5 separate regions of the Mus musculus genome follow, and all the other regions are linked to region 2. A link is a contact called in public HiChIP or PLAC-seq, Micro-C and promoter capture Hi-C data. All regions are on one chromosome and are shown on one strand. Each heading gives the region's core, a stretch centred on a gene start, on an enhancer-like site or on the middle of the called end of the contact. The rest is flanking DNA. Distances are from core to core; before and after follow the strand shown.

What was found. Promoter capture Hi-C pulls out the DNA fragments that hold promoters and counts their contacts. Hi-C and Micro-C count contacts between places; a contact is called where the count stands out from the background. HiChIP or PLAC-seq counts read pairs in DNA pulled down with a chosen protein or histone mark.
Region 1: an H3K4me3 HiChIP or PLAC-seq map of bone marrow-derived macrophages shows a contact between it and region 2, with 2.5 times the contacts expected there. The contact joins the enhancer-like site here to the promoter of Cox5a in region 2. A contact is called at or near these places in 10 of 39 promoter capture datasets (the 3T3-L1 cell line, HPC-7-derived erythroid cells, embryonic stem cells and 6 more), 2 of 115 datasets of contacts at active chromatin or transcription factors (bone marrow-derived macrophages and large pre-B cells) and 1 of 9 other capture datasets (liver).
Region 3: a promoter capture Hi-C map of macrophages shows a contact between it and region 2, with 6 read pairs. The contact joins the promoter of Man2c1 here to the promoter of Cox5a in region 2. A contact is called at or near these places in 6 of 39 promoter capture datasets (3T3-L1-derived adipocytes, the C10 cell line, cranial neural crest and 3 more), 1 of 484 Hi-C or Micro-C datasets (pro-B cells), 7 of 115 datasets of contacts at active chromatin or transcription factors (the 230-238 cell line, the SCID.adh cell line, acute myeloid leukemia and 4 more) and 3 of 9 other capture datasets (adipose tissue, liver and pancreatic islet).
Region 4: an H3K4me3 HiChIP or PLAC-seq map of bone marrow-derived macrophages shows a contact between it and region 2, with 4 times the contacts expected there. The contact joins the promoter of Trcg1 here to the promoter of Cox5a in region 2. A contact is called at or near these places in 16 of 39 promoter capture datasets (the 3T3-L1 cell line, 3T3-L1-derived adipocytes, the C10 cell line and 10 more), 1 of 15 datasets of contacts at CTCF or cohesin (large pre-B cells), 4 of 484 Hi-C or Micro-C datasets (bone marrow-derived macrophages, embryonic stem cells, stem cell-derived neural stem cells and 1 more), 12 of 115 datasets of contacts at active chromatin or transcription factors (the 230-238 cell line, the SCID.adh cell line, acute myeloid leukemia and 7 more) and 4 of 9 other capture datasets (adipose tissue, liver, macrophages and 1 more).
Region 5: a Micro-C map of embryonic stem cells shows a contact between it and region 2, with 4 times the contacts expected there. The contact joins the promoter of Arid3b here to the promoter of Cox5a in region 2. A contact is called at or near these places in 10 of 39 promoter capture datasets (the 3T3-L1 cell line, HPC-7-derived erythroid cells, cranial neural crest and 6 more), 7 of 484 Hi-C or Micro-C datasets (CD4 T cells, cerebral cortex, embryonic stem cells and 3 more), 3 of 115 datasets of contacts at active chromatin or transcription factors (extraembryonic endoderm stem cells, memory CD8 T cells and pancreatic cancer cells) and 3 of 9 other capture datasets (adipose tissue, liver and pancreatic islet).

What each region holds. Positions count from the first base shown.
Region 1 is chr9:57,853,204-57,855,903 of GRCm38.p6, forward strand. No RefSeq gene overlaps it. Among named protein-coding and RNA genes, the nearest start is that of Arid3b, 18 kb to the left of the region's middle. Within about 2 kb of position 1,283, at least 31 of the 459 cell types and tissues checked have an H3K27ac peak or open chromatin away from gene starts, as enhancers often do. A contact at or near this core is called in bone marrow-derived macrophages and stem cell-derived epiblast-like cells, where this site is marked.
Region 2 is chr9:57,519,876-57,522,575 of GRCm38.p6, forward strand. Cox5a (cytochrome c oxidase subunit 5A) reads left to right here and starts at 1,357. Exons shown (of 5, transcript NM_007747.2): 1 at 1,357-1,540. The coding sequence starts at 1,453.
Region 3 is chr9:57,129,392-57,132,091 of GRCm38.p6, forward strand. It overlaps Man2c1 (mannosidase, alpha, class 2C, member 1), which reads left to right and starts at 1,386. Exons shown (of 26, transcript NM_028636.2): 1 at 1,386-1,498; 2 at 1,768-1,890; 3 at 2,141-2,264. The coding sequence starts at 1,398. It overlaps Man2c1os (mannosidase, alpha, class 2C, member 1, opposite strand), which reads right to left and starts at 1,899. Exons shown (of 2, transcript NR_102289.1): 1 at 1,158-1,899; 2 at 591-736.
Region 4 is chr9:57,235,153-57,237,852 of GRCm38.p6, forward strand. Trcg1 (taste receptor cell gene 1) reads left to right here and starts at 1,404. Exons shown (of 13, transcript NM_001014398.2): 1 at 1,404-1,472.
Region 5 is chr9:57,835,454-57,838,153 of GRCm38.p6, forward strand. It overlaps Arid3b (AT rich interactive domain 3B (BRIGHT-like)), which reads right to left and starts at 1,326. Exons shown (of 9, transcript NM_001379353.1): 1 at 1,229-1,326. It also overlaps the pseudogene Gm7547.

The DNA.
Region 1 (2,700 bases), core at 33-2,532, 330 kb after region 2:
TCTTAAAAAAAAAAATTATATTTTTTACATCTCAACTGCAGTTTCCTCTCCTCCCTCTCCTCCCAATCCCTCCCCCTCACTTCTCCTCTCCTCCTCCCCACCCCCATCCATTCTTCTTTTGTTTCTCTTCAGAAAAGGGCAGACCTCCCAGGGATATCAACCAAACATGCCCTATCAAGTTGCAGTAAGACTAGGCATCTCCCTTTGTATTAAGACTAGAAGTAGCAACCCAGTATGAGAAGCAGGGTCCCAAAATCTGGCAAAACAGTTAGAGACAGCCCCTGCTCCCAGTGTTAGGGGGTCCCATAAGAAGACCAAGCTACACAACTGGGACATAGGCCTAGGTCAGTCCTATGCAGGCTCCCTGGTTGTTGGTTCAGTCCCTGTGAGCCCCTGTGAGCCCAGGTTAGTCGATTTTGTGGGTTTTCTTGTGGTGTCTTTACCCCTCTGGCTCCTAAGGTCCTTTTACCTCCATCTTCTGCAGGATTCCCCAAGCTTCTCCTAATGTTTGGCTGTAAGTCTCTGCATCTGTTTCCATCCTTTGATGGACGAAGGCTCTAGGATGACAATTGGACTAGACACAAGTCATGTTTGTCTTTCTGGGTCTGGGCTGCCCCTGCCCAGGAGTGATTAGCTGTGTCTTGAGGTAGACCAATTTCCAATTTTCTGAGAAATCGCCATATTAATTTCCAAAGTGGCTACACAAGTTTGTACTCCTATCAGCAATGGAGGAGTGTTCCCCTTGCTCCACATCCTTGCTAGCATGAACTGTCACTTGTGTTGCTGATCTTGAGCTATTAAAATTCTATTAAAATGAAATTTATTTAGTACCACGGAAATTAAAAAGTTGTCTGCCCTCAGGCCTTTGCTCGATGTTCTATGGAAAGGAGACTTGTTGAATATAAGGTTTGTGCAAATCAACCACACAGACTTTTAACCCAATTCCAAGTAGAAATGGATAAGCTCATTTGGGATCCTGATTCAGAAATCCAAATTTTAAAAACCGAACTGGGATTTCAGTTTGTTTAGCTGAAGTCAAGTTTCAATTTAATTTTTTTTTAAGTAAATCATACTCACTCTGAAGTTTGATTCTTATGAACTTGTAACTATACTGAGATCTGATTTGAAAGAGAATAGTGTGGCTACAAAGCAACTGCCAAAACCCATTCTGATTAGTTCCCTTCACACATACCAGAAAAAGTTTAACACTACAACCATCTAACAACCAGCCATTTCCTAATATGGGCATTTCTGCCAGCCAGTTTCACTTCTGCAATCCAAGTGCTAGAAGGATGGTGTCTGTGCTTCTACAACTTCCTCCCTTCACCCACTGCAAAGTGAGGGAATCTCTGTGTGGAATGTCAACATTAATTATGGCATCATCAATAACTGACTCTCCTGGCCCAAAAATTGTAGGATCTGCTTTGATGTATTCTAGTCCTAATAGCTTAATTACAAAGTTCAAATAAATAGCCACAAAGTTTAAGGACTCGCTTTTTATTAAAAATAGACAGCAAGCCAGGCATAATGGTGCACGCTGGAAGGTGGAAGCAGGAGGTTCAGGACTTCAAGGTAAACCTCACTAAACAGATGTACAAGACCAGACAGGGTACATGAAACTCTGGAGAGAGAGAGAGAGAGAGAGAGAGAGAGAGAGAGAGAGAGAGAGAATAAAAAAGCCAACATAGACTTGACAAAATGGCTATGCAGGTAAAAATATCACCAATCCTAAAGACCTGAGTTCTGAGATTGACCCCTGGACAGAGAGAACCAACTCCTGCAAGTTGTCCTCTTACTTCCATACGTACAAGTGCACACAGGCGCGCGCGCGCGCGCGCGCACACACACACACACACACACACACACACACACACACACACACACACACATATTGTAAATGTTAGGAGCAGAAGAGATGGCTTGTTGGTTAAGAGCACTTGATATGGAATTATTAGAACCAGAGTTTGTGCTGTATCCTAGCAACCTATATCACAAACTAAGCATCCCACAAGCATCTATAACCAAAGTCAGTACACTTGTATTGACATGGGAAAGTATTAGGGATTCAATGTGAAAAGAAACCAGTGGGCCATTGCTGCCAAGTCTGAAGACATGATGATCCCTGGGGGCAGCATGATGGAAAGAAAATTGGCTCAAGCTGTCCTCTGAGCTCCACACTGTGTCAAAGCATGTACACACATACACAAGTAAAAATAATACGAATTTTTTTCTTTCTTTCTTTTTTTATTATATGTAAGTACACTGTAGCTGTCTTCAGACACACCAGAAGAGGGAGTCATATCTCGTTACAGATGGTTGTGAGCCACCATGTGGTTGCTAGGATTTGAACTCAGGACCTTCCGAAGAGCAGACAGTGCTCTTAACCACTGAGCCATCTCACCAGCCCACGAATTTTTAATAAAAGAAGGAAACTAGCTAGAAGTATGTGAAATAAATCATTTTGAAAGGAAAAAACATTTCACGCTGATTTAGTCTTTTGGAAAACAATTTTTTTATCTTAAAAATAAAGACAGTTATGATACATGTCCTATTTTTAAACTAAAGGTACATGTTGCTTTCTTTGGTAATTGAGAAAATTATATATTTAGGGGGAAAACCTGTACACACTCACGAAGCAAAAGTTACCATGTGCTGCTGAGCACTGGGTTGTTGCTTAGCTCGCCAGTGATCTTCAGGATC
Region 2 (2,700 bases), core at 107-2,606:
AGCATTCAGGAGGCAGAAGCAGACAGGCCTCTGTGAGTTCAAGGCCTGGCAGGGCTACTATGAAACCTTAGTGTTCTATTGCTGTGAAGAGACCACAGCAACTCTTATAAAAGTAAGCATTTAACTGGGGCTGGCTTACAGTTTTAGAGATCAGTGTCCATTATCATCCAGGCAGAAAGCACGGCAGGAATGGTACTGGAGAAGTAGCTGAGAGTTCTACATTTGAAGGTAGCAGGAAGAGAGAGACTCTGAACCTTGCATGGGCTTTTGAAACCCCAAAGCCCACCCCCAATGACACACTTCTTCCAACAAGGCCACACCTTCTAATCCCTCTCAAATAGTGCCACTCTCTGATGACCAAGCATTCAAATATATGAGACTATGGGAGCCATTCTTATTCAATAACTACCACACCTTATAACCAAAAATAAAATTAAGATAACTAACATATGTCCCATAATTGGCTCAGAGAAGTCAAGATTAGGAAAGCCAATTCATGGATTCATACTCGTTTAATCAAGGTACATTTTTTTCATTTTTCGTTTACTTATTCATCCGTGCCTTCATTTCATTTGTAAAGTTTATTTACATGTATGTGTGTGAGTATATAGCACAGCACAATGTGGGTACTTGTGATGTCCAGAAGAGGGTGTCAGATTCCCTTGGAGCGGGAGTTACAGACAGTTGGGAGCCACCTGATGTGAAGTAAACGTGAGTCCTCTGAGAGCGCAGAAAGTTAATAAACTATTAACTACTGAGCCACAGAAAGCACTTTATCCACTAAACCGTCTATCTTCCTAGACCCTAAACAACGTAATTTTTGAGTCGGTTTCCTAATGGGTAAAAGTAAATAATTGGGCTTTAGTGGGTGGGGGAGGATCATGTGACCCAGGCTGTCCTTGAATCCCCTTTCCCCCTGCCTCCAAAATGTTGATTATTGTCTTGAGTCACTACTCCCAGTATGATTTTTTTTTTTTCTGAGACTCAGGTTGCATAAGAGAGCCTGAAATTCCTAATACTTAGCCTGTAGAGGGCTAGAATTATAGCATACACCAACGCGCGGGGGCAAAGCGGTTATTCTTATTATAGTTTGCCGTTATTATCGCTACAATTCCAAATTGTGATAGTCTCCTCTGTTGGCGATTCCAAATCCACATTGTCCATTGCTCACCCTGCCTTTCCTCCCACGCAGGAATGTTCACTACGGTCACCCGGGTCATCGGACCAGCTTTGGCGCGGCGCCGACGTGGTTTGTCCTCCACGGCCGCCGTAGCCGCCGGCGACCGCATGGCGCCCCACCCGCTTCCGTAGGCGCGAGCTCCGCAGTGGGCCGGCCTTATGCTCCGCCCAGCGTGCGTCGCTGCGTGAGTCCGGCCCCCGCGAACTGCTGTACCGCCCGCGAGCTCACACCGGCTTCTCGTCAGCCTCAGCCAGTGCGCTGTGGTCGCCGTCATGCTCGCCGCTGCCCTCCGTCGCTGTACCGCAGCCGCGGCTGCCCGAGGCCTCCTGCACCCCGCCTCGGCTCCCAGCCCCGCCGCCGGTAAGGTCCGCGCCCGCCACAGCCCTCGCTCGCGTGTCCTTGCTGTGACCTGGGCTCCCGCCGCCACTCGAGGGCAGGCTCCCTGGCGGCCTAGCCTTTGCCCTGCGAGCCGGCATTGGAGCCCGGTGACCGCAGTGCGTCCGCGGCCGTCTGGAGTCGTGTAGGAGACTCCTCCGGGCCTCCCTCCCCGCCACTTCCTGATGCCGAACCCGCGGCCAGTCAGGTGTGTGGACTTGCCGGGGTCGCCGAGGACGAGCTCAGCACTTCCTTTCAGTCTCTGGGCCGTGACCGTTCCCTGCGCTGACCCCGCAGCCACCTGACCGGGAGTGGCCCCCGCCGGCCTGCGGCATCTTGGCGAAGGTGACATTGAGCCTCCGGGCGCGCCGCCCGCCTCTGCGTTTCCTAGAACACAATTTGATTCCCCAGTGGGACACAATACCCTTTTAGCCCTGATCAGGCAATTCTCTGCTGGCATTTTTGTGTCACCTTCATAACTGGGTACGGCCACGTTTGAGGACTGTTGAGCCACATTTTAGCCCTGCGTTTCAAATAGATAATTTAAAGTGTGGTTTCTTGCGGCTTGTAAGAGAGCCTGAACATTGACAAATATTAATGGAAAGAATGATAACGTTTACAAGATTGGGTACCAAATACTGAGGAATACTGGGTGTACAAACATGGGAAAGCTTCGTGGATTCCCCTCCACCCGTTTAAAATGAGAAGCTTCAGTGCTGACTTATGAAGTATTATGTTTGGTTGCTTGTTTCCCCTTCTGTGTGATCAGGAGATTTTGTGTCCCATCACTGTCCACCCCCATTGCTGAGGGGGAACCAAGGGCCCTGCATTGCTAGATAATTGCTCTGCCACTTGGTGTGTTCTCAGACCCTCTCCACTTAGCACGGTACATCTATCTTACTTTTGGTTTTGTTTGGTTGTGGTATGTGTCAGCTGTGTAGCCTGGCTGTCCTGGAACTCTTTGTAAACCAGGCCGGCATCGGCCTAAAATAAATAGGAGTATTTTATTTTAGAAACAGGGCCTCTATAGCCCAGACTAGACTAGAACTCAGAATGGTACTAAAAGGGCTATCGAGGAACTTATTGCATTCCTCTTGCCTCCTAAGTGCAGGGATTAACCTTGGGAGCCACCACACCCGGCACAG
Region 3 (2,700 bases), core at 136-2,635, 390 kb before region 2:
TAACAATGTTTTTAAAATCCCCAACACCACCATAAAGAAAAATAATTTGACTTCTAGGTTTTCAAAAGGTGGCACAGTCCTTTAATCCCAGCACTTGGGAGGCAGAGGCAGGGGGATTTCAGAGTTCAAGGCCAGTCTGGTCTACAAAGTGAGTTCCAGGACAGCCAGGGCTTATACAGAGAAACCATGTCTTGAAAAAAAAAAAAAAAAAAAACTCATGAATTTTGCCTTGGACTCCTGAATTCTGGGAATACAGGTGTGTGTCACCATATCCTGCTTTTAGGGTGTTTTTCTCATAGGAGGACAAGGAAACTTGGAAGTAATCAAGCCTAATGGGAAAATGTAGGGCAGTGGCTGAGGCAGCATGCCAGGAAGAAAGGGTCTGGCTTCCTCAGCTATGGTTCACCTCTCCCCCTCTATTTCCTTAAGACTGCTGGCCTAGAAGGATGGGGAGCATGGGTCTGACCAGCAGCAGCCTTGGCAGTTGCTACCTATGTACTATGTACTGCACCTCCCTGCAGGTCAGGGTAAGATTTCAGGGCCCTTTTAGGAGAAAAAGTCCTTGTGACCAATAAAACAAGGGACTTTGCTCAAGTTTTGACAAGTTATTTTAATTGGCATTGTATATTTCTTACTTGATCATTTTTCTGGGTAACCTGCATTTGGAATGTAAACCTGGTTATTTCCATTAAAGCAGGCTAGTTAGATTCCTCCTGTATTATTTTCTTCCAGACTCCTGCAAACGTTAAAGCTGGAGGTTAGCATTCAAACTTCCTTGCACTTGTTGACCTGCGTTAGATCAAAATTCTGGACATTGGGGTAATGGGCAACGGTGATGCATGTAATGTAATGGAGGATTACTGGTGTGCAAAGCCCCTTTTCTGTATTTCTGAAAACACCCGAAGTAGCCTTGCGCTTTTCATATTATGCAGTTACCAATGCTTGAGTAAGTGAAGAGAATGGAAAACTAAACCTTTCCCATGCCCTTCCAGGGGTTCCCTCCCTAGCCCTTCCTTCAGAATACCAAGTAGCTCAGGCTGTACTCAAAGGCGCTACATTGTCGCAGATTACTCCAATTTACACTTCCTGGTCTGTGAACTTTGTGCATCCTAGGCAAGCACTCTCCCTACCGAACCACACCACCAGCTCAAACTTACCATTGTATTTTAAAATAATTTACCCAGCTGTCTGACAGCAAGGCTGAGGTGAGAACCGCGAAGGCTCAGCTTCCGGGTTTCACTGGGAGGCTCCCCAGAGCCAGCCTCTTGCAAAAGCCGTGGTGTTCCCAGAAAAGCTGCTCGGGTCTGTAAGCTGGTTGGATGCCGGAACCTTTGGTTCCAAGCGGTGCAACGAGCCGGCAGCACCAAGGATCTTCCGGGGAGGGAAGGCGCATCGCCATGGCGGCAGCGCCGTTCTTGAAGCACTGGCGCACCACTTTCGAGCGGGTGGAGAAGTTCGTGTCCCCGATCTACTTCACCGACTGTAACCTTCGCGGCAGGTGTGGTCCTTGGCCTACCACACCCGCGCGCTCTCCCCTTCCCTTCCGGAGGGAAACCCAGGCCGTGGCCAACCGGGCCGCGGAACAAAGTTCCCGCCACTGCCAGGCCAGGGGCTGGGGAGCGAACGGTAGAGGTTGGTCTGTGCTGCTGAGCTGCCAGGCAGTCCTCACGGCCTTAGCCAAGGGAGAGCGTTTCCCCAGCCATCCGCTGGCTCACGGGTGGGACAGGGGCGGCTTCGAGCATGCGCCCATCAGCTGCTCCTGCCCAGGCTCTTCGGGGACAGCTGCTCGGTGACACTCTCCAGCTTCCTGACGCCCGAGAGGCTTCCCTATGAGAAGGCGGTGCAGCAGAACTTCAGCCCTGCGCAGGTCGGCGACAGCTTCGGACCCACGTGGGTAACGCCCAGTTTGGCGAAGCTCCGCCCCACGACCAAACCCTAGTCTGCTAGATAGCAGAGTGGCGCCCTCTGCTGAGAGAAGCTCCTTTATCCTTCGGCGTCTTCACTTGAGTATTTTCATCCCTGCTGCCTCTCCCCCTTTCCCTTTATTCTTTGACCATTTCTCTGATGCTGCACATGCATGGAGAACATCTTAAAGCCGAGGGTTTCCACTCCTAGGCCCATCAAAATGGCTCTCTTACAGATGGTGGACCTGCTGGTTTCGGGTAGAACTGGTCATCCCTGAAGTTTGGGTGGGCCAGGAAGTTCATCTTTGCTGGGAAAGCGATGGAGAAAGCCTTGTCTGGCGTGATGGGGAACCTGTCCAGGTGAGGTGTCCTCTCTTAGAGCCAGATACTGCCACAGATTAGCCTGGTTTTTGGAGAAGCCACAGCTGAATGAATGGGTCTCCAGAGTAATTTCATGATTTCGGAACTGAGGAAATTGCCAGTGTTTAGACACACCCGAAGAGGTTATCAGATCCCATTACAGATGGTTGTAAGCCACCAGAATTTGGACACCAGTGTTATAAATCCCCAGTTTTCATAAGCTAGTTTTATTGTGTATAGTACATATGTATTGGGGGAAACTTCAAATCATTCTAAAATGATATAAAGTAAGGTATTAAGTTATCTTCCCATGAATAATGAATTTCTTTTAACTGCACTTCACATTCCCCAGATGTTAAATGTTAAATGTCATACCAGGTTTAATCTTTGTAATGCTATGTGATGACACTTTATATCCATTATAGATTTTAAAAAA
Region 4 (2,700 bases), core at 154-2,653, 280 kb before region 2:
TCATTGAATTCCTGATTCTCCTGTCTCCACCTCCCAGCTGCTGAGACTGTGGGTATGCACCATCTTGTCCAGCTCAATGGTTTAATTCTCTTCTACCATCACACAAATAAGCAGTAAGAGGACATTGTCAGGCCAGGGGCCAGCCTGGAAGAAAAGAGCAGGAAGAGGAAGCAGAAGCCCCTTTGGAGGTAAGATTTGAGTCTTGGGTTGGCGTCCCAGCAGGGCATCGTTATTCCTCAGAATGAGCAGCAGTATCCTATGAGGCTAAAGATGGGCCAGGAAATCTTGATAATAGCCAATCAGACTGCCTGGTTCAGTAGAACTAGCCACTTGACCTAGCTTCTGGCAGGGTTCACAGAATGCTTCTAGCTCTCACCACCAGCTTAGAAGATGGAATGATGAACCAGAACTAGATGAGAAGAAGCTGGCAGAATGTTAACCAAGACCTTTCCTAGACCCTGAAGGATCCACGGCTTGAACCTTGAGATCAGCAGAGAATCAAAGATTGGGGAATCCCGGGATTGTGACTTCCCTCATTTGTATATACCTCCGTAGTAAGTATGTGCATGTGCAAGTGTGTGCTCGTGTGCGTGCACACATACATACATACATACACACACACACACACACACACACACACACACACACACACTGACCCAATTCACACCTTTAGCTGTGGGACCCATTCTGGCTGTTCTTCCTGCCTGGAACTCTTGTCCTGGAAGCACAGTGGTTAGACAGTCTCTCTCATATGTCTCTCTGTAGCAAGAACATAGCCAGGGCATGTGAGAGAAGTTAGGCTGGTTTTGGCCTGGGATTGACCCAGTACTGAGACCTCTAGTACCACATGAAGAATTCTGACCTGGGCGTGATGGCGCACACCTTTAATCCCAGCACTCAGGAGGCAGAGGCAAGCGGATTTCTGAGTTCGAGGCCAGCCTGGTCTACAAAATGAGTTCCAGGACAGCCAGGAACTATACAGAGAAACCCTGTCTCAAAAAAAAAAAAAAAGAATTCTAAATTGGAAAGGAACTGGGTGGAGTCCTAGACACCCCACTCTTTCCTACCTAGTCTTTACAGAAATCTCCAGTCTTGTCTTGTCCTTGTTGGGCTGAGCCTCATAGTGCCCTCTCTGATGACCAAGATGACATCCAGGGACTAAGGTCTCATGAATAGTGAAAGACTCCATGACACTCTTTCTCAAACAGGAAGAGGGTACCAGGAAGAGGATGGGGCCTTGGTGCCCCATCTCTGAAACTAGGAAGGTTCCTATTAGAAGATATGTAAGCAAAGATGAGCATCTGCTGGCCCAGCTGCCTGTGTGTCTAGGCAAATGTCTACCTGGTTCAGAACCCATCCCCGTGTGTTCCACCATACCTACTAACCCCTCAAGACCCTTGGAGCATGTACACATTCTCTCTGAGCCAGGACACAAGAAGACCGTGCACAACATCTACTGCAGAGAGTACAAGGTAGGATACAACCTGTGGGAATCCATGACTTAGTTACCAGGGTAAGAGGGCTCCCCAGCACTTGGCTGTTAGGGACTGAGAGTGACAGGGCTGAGGTGTAGGTGTCCGTATCATGGGGCTTTAAGAAGAAGAGAACCTACTAGAGAGTCCTTACTAGAGGATTGAAATTGACCCACATGAAAAATATTATCAAGCCCTGTGGCTGGACCTTGGGACAGACTAGCACTTAGGAATCTCGTCCTTACTTTGCTGACATTTTGTGACATTGGTGTGAGGCCAGATTCCATTCAACTTACTCCAAGTGCAGGTGGGATTGCATCTGGCCAGGGAGAGCTAGAAGAGCCTCGCCCTCATCCACAGTGATCCTAGACACTTGCCATAGCCTTAACACTGATTCTGACAAGAGATTATTTCTCAGTTTTCAGACATGCCAAATCCTGATTTCATTCTCTTCCCACTGGGACTTGAACCCAGAGTCTTTGCAAAGTAACTCCAGGAGAGTACTCCACCACTGAAATGTGACACTAGCCTCTGTTTTACTTACTTTTGAGACAAGATCTTGATAAGTTGCCTAGGCAGGCCTTGAATTTACCATTTTCCTGCCTTAGCCTTCTGAGTAGCTAAGTTTCCAACCCTGCATAACCAGGAAAGTCCAGACTGGTTTGGTCTCTATTTATTTACTTTCTTATTTACTTACTTTATTTCTTTTTAGACAGGGACTCACTATGTAGACCAAGCTGGTTGCCCTCAAACTCATGATGATCCCCTGCCTCTGACTTCTAAGTGCCAGGTTGAAAGTATACCATATGCCTGGCTCCCTAGGCAGCTACAGCTTTTCCCACTGTGGTCTCAACTAATTCCAGTTTGACAGTTTGAGCTCAGTCTGGTCAGGAGGGTGTCAGAGGGGCAGATGGGAACCCAGAGTCTTGCAGTATGAGCAAGGCTTACTCTTTAGAATAGAGCCATCAAAAATAAAATAAAATAAAAATAAAGAAAAAAGAGAAAAATTTAGCCGGGCAGTGGTGGCACATGCCTTTAATCCCAGCACTCGGGAGGCAGAGGCAGGCGGATTTCTGATTTCGAGGCCAGCCTGGTCTACAGAGTGAGTTCCAGAACAGCCAGGGCTATACAGAGAAACCCTGTCTCGAAAAAGCAAAAAAGAAAAGAAGAAGAAGAAGAAAAAGAAGAAGACTAGAGCCATAACAGACAGGATTTTCCTCAGCCTGAG
Region 5 (2,700 bases), core at 76-2,575, 320 kb after region 2:
GGAAGATAAGAAAATGTAACCTTTTACCATCTTCAAAAATTCATGGGAGAACTAATCTCTAACAAGAAAAAAAAATGGCTTTGATTTATATAAATTTTTACACGTTTAAAGAGTATAATTTTTAAAGCTGGGGAGGCGGGGAGTTCAAAAACCAACCAGAGCCATGCTAGACAAATCTCATTTTGTTTCTTAGAAGCACTTGGTTGTAGCTTTCATAGGCGGATAAAAGATTCCAATTCCAATTGGCCCCTTACTGCCTGTCCCTCCTCCTGGCAGTTTGGAAAGTATAAGTTATGCCTGCAGCAATACTTTCTTTCTGCTTTAGTTCTTATTCTGTAGGGAAGCCTGAAAGTTGGCAAAATTGTTCCTTTAAAATAAAAACCCCGTTGGGGACAAAACAAAACGCACACAAAAGAAGAGCAAGCAATTCACTGGTCATTTAGAAATATTCGTATAATCTTTAAAGTCAAACAACACAACTGGAATATTTCAACCAACTCCTGCCAGTCATAGTACAACTGCTTCTTTTCTGGTTGGCACCATCTTCTCGGTAGGCTTTCCTCAGCAAGGGAGAGGGGTGTCCGATAGCGTCTTTATTAAGACAGAGATGACTCCGTTTTACAACTCAATTGGCACATCCTCCCGAAGAGTCCATCTCATCCCAATCCCTAAGCAGCCAAGGATTCAAACAATACTACTAACATCTAGAGAATTTACGTCTCCGAAATCTAACTTCATCTCTCCATCCCTCGCTCGGGTTTTTTAAACTTCCCGGACCTCCAAACCGAGAGCAACGGACTGCTTGCCGCTTGAGCCCGGCCTTGGTGACCATTTCCCTTACCTTCGTTTCCAGCTCTGTCCCCGACCCTCTTCGACCCCTCTTTCCATTCTTTACCTCCCACCCAATGGAGCCCTATCACTTTTACTTCCACCAAGCCCCCTTTGCCAATCTCCCGGCTCTTCTCTAATTACTCCATCTAAGCTCGCTCTGCGGTTGCCAAAAGGGGGGGGGGGTCCCTTACCTTTCCCATCTCTTTATCTCAAACCACTCCTTTGGACACCGGGAGGACGGGGCTCCTCCCGATGCTCTCACTTTTTCTCAGCGGACCCCGGCTTCACTAGCCCGCGTCTCCCCTACACACCTGCCTCGGCTCCCATTTCGGTCCCCTCCACCTGCCACAGCCCCTCTCCCGCCGCGGCAGAAAGAACCACGACCCGCGCCGCTCACCTATGTGCAGCGTTCCGGGCTCGCGGGTAGGGAGGAGGCAGCCGCTCAGACCCCAGCGTAGCAGCTGAGCCTGCTACTCCTCCGCAGCTGGGGGCCACAGCCGGGGCGGGGCCCGCACCGGAAGCTGTGCTGCGGGGCCCGGCCGTCAGCCCGGGGCGGGGGAGGGGCAGGTAGGGGCGGGGCCCCACGGTGGGGGGCGGGGCCCGAGGCCGGAAGCAGCTAAAAAGGGAACGAGGTGGGGGTGGGTGGGTAGTGCGAGACGGAAGTGACTCCTAGAGACCGCCCTCTGGTTGAAGCCGTGGGCGGAAGCCATTTAAGGCGGGCGGAGGCTTCGGCCAATGGGAGAGCACGGACTCAGAGGAGTTCCGGTGTGAGTGCTTTCGCGGGGAGTTGAAAAGAGTAGGACTGACTACAGCACACGGGTTTCTGGCTGCCGTGGTTGTGAATTGTTTGTAATAAGTGAAAGAAAGGAATAAAGAGTGCTAACTTTCAGCTAGTCTTAATGAAGCATTCCAGCCTTTTATTAGTTTTTTTCTAAATTTCACTTTTTGGATTGAAATTTTCCTGTTCTGGAACACCACCTCTATCCATCCCCAACCTCACCTCGTCACAGGGGTTAATGTTTTCTTTCTTCAGGTTCCAAAGGTAGAAGCTGAATCCTGGCACCGCTTATACAATAAAACAACAAAACCTTGTCTTCTGGGACTCCTAACTCTGGGGAACTTCTGTGAATTTATGCATGCACCTCCTTGTTTTACCTTTCTCCCAACTGACCATCATCCTTGATCCAGAGTCTATGGCTCGCTTAGTTTTGGGTCTTAAAACAATCCCAGCCAAAACCTAGAACTTATTGCCACTGGCTTTTCTTGTCCCTTCCCTTCTTCCTTCCCTTCCCCTCTTTTCTTTCTTGTTAGAAGGTAGCTCACCTATTTAGCAAAAGTAGTTGACCATCAAGCTCCAGGAATCCTGTCTTTACTTCTGAAATGCTAGGATTGCAGGTGTGCACCACACCTGGCTTTTTACTGAGGCGTTGGATATCCAAATTTAGACCCTTATTCTTTGGCGCCACGCTCTTAACTCACTAATCCATCTCAGTTCCTGATGAAAACTTTTATGGTTTGTTGTTGTTGTTGTTTGTTTTGTTTTGTTGCAGTCCTGGTCCCTTATTTCTTTTTTGTCCACTAGGCCATGAATTCATATGGAATGGGCTCCAGCAGTTTCCGTTAGTCCTCACAAAGTGTGCTTCTCTGGTTGACGCAGGCTGGCGCTTCAGCTGCACCCGGGTGCCCTTCTCCTTGGCTTCCTTCTTCTGATCGTTCTCCTTCACCCGCTTCAGGAAGCTGTCCCTGCTCTTCGAGTGCTTGATGTGCTCAATCCGCACATTGATCCTCTTGGCCAGAATTTTGCCCTTAACTTGCTTATTTACAATGATGCCCACAGCATGCTGGGTGACATTGTAGACTCTTCCGGGT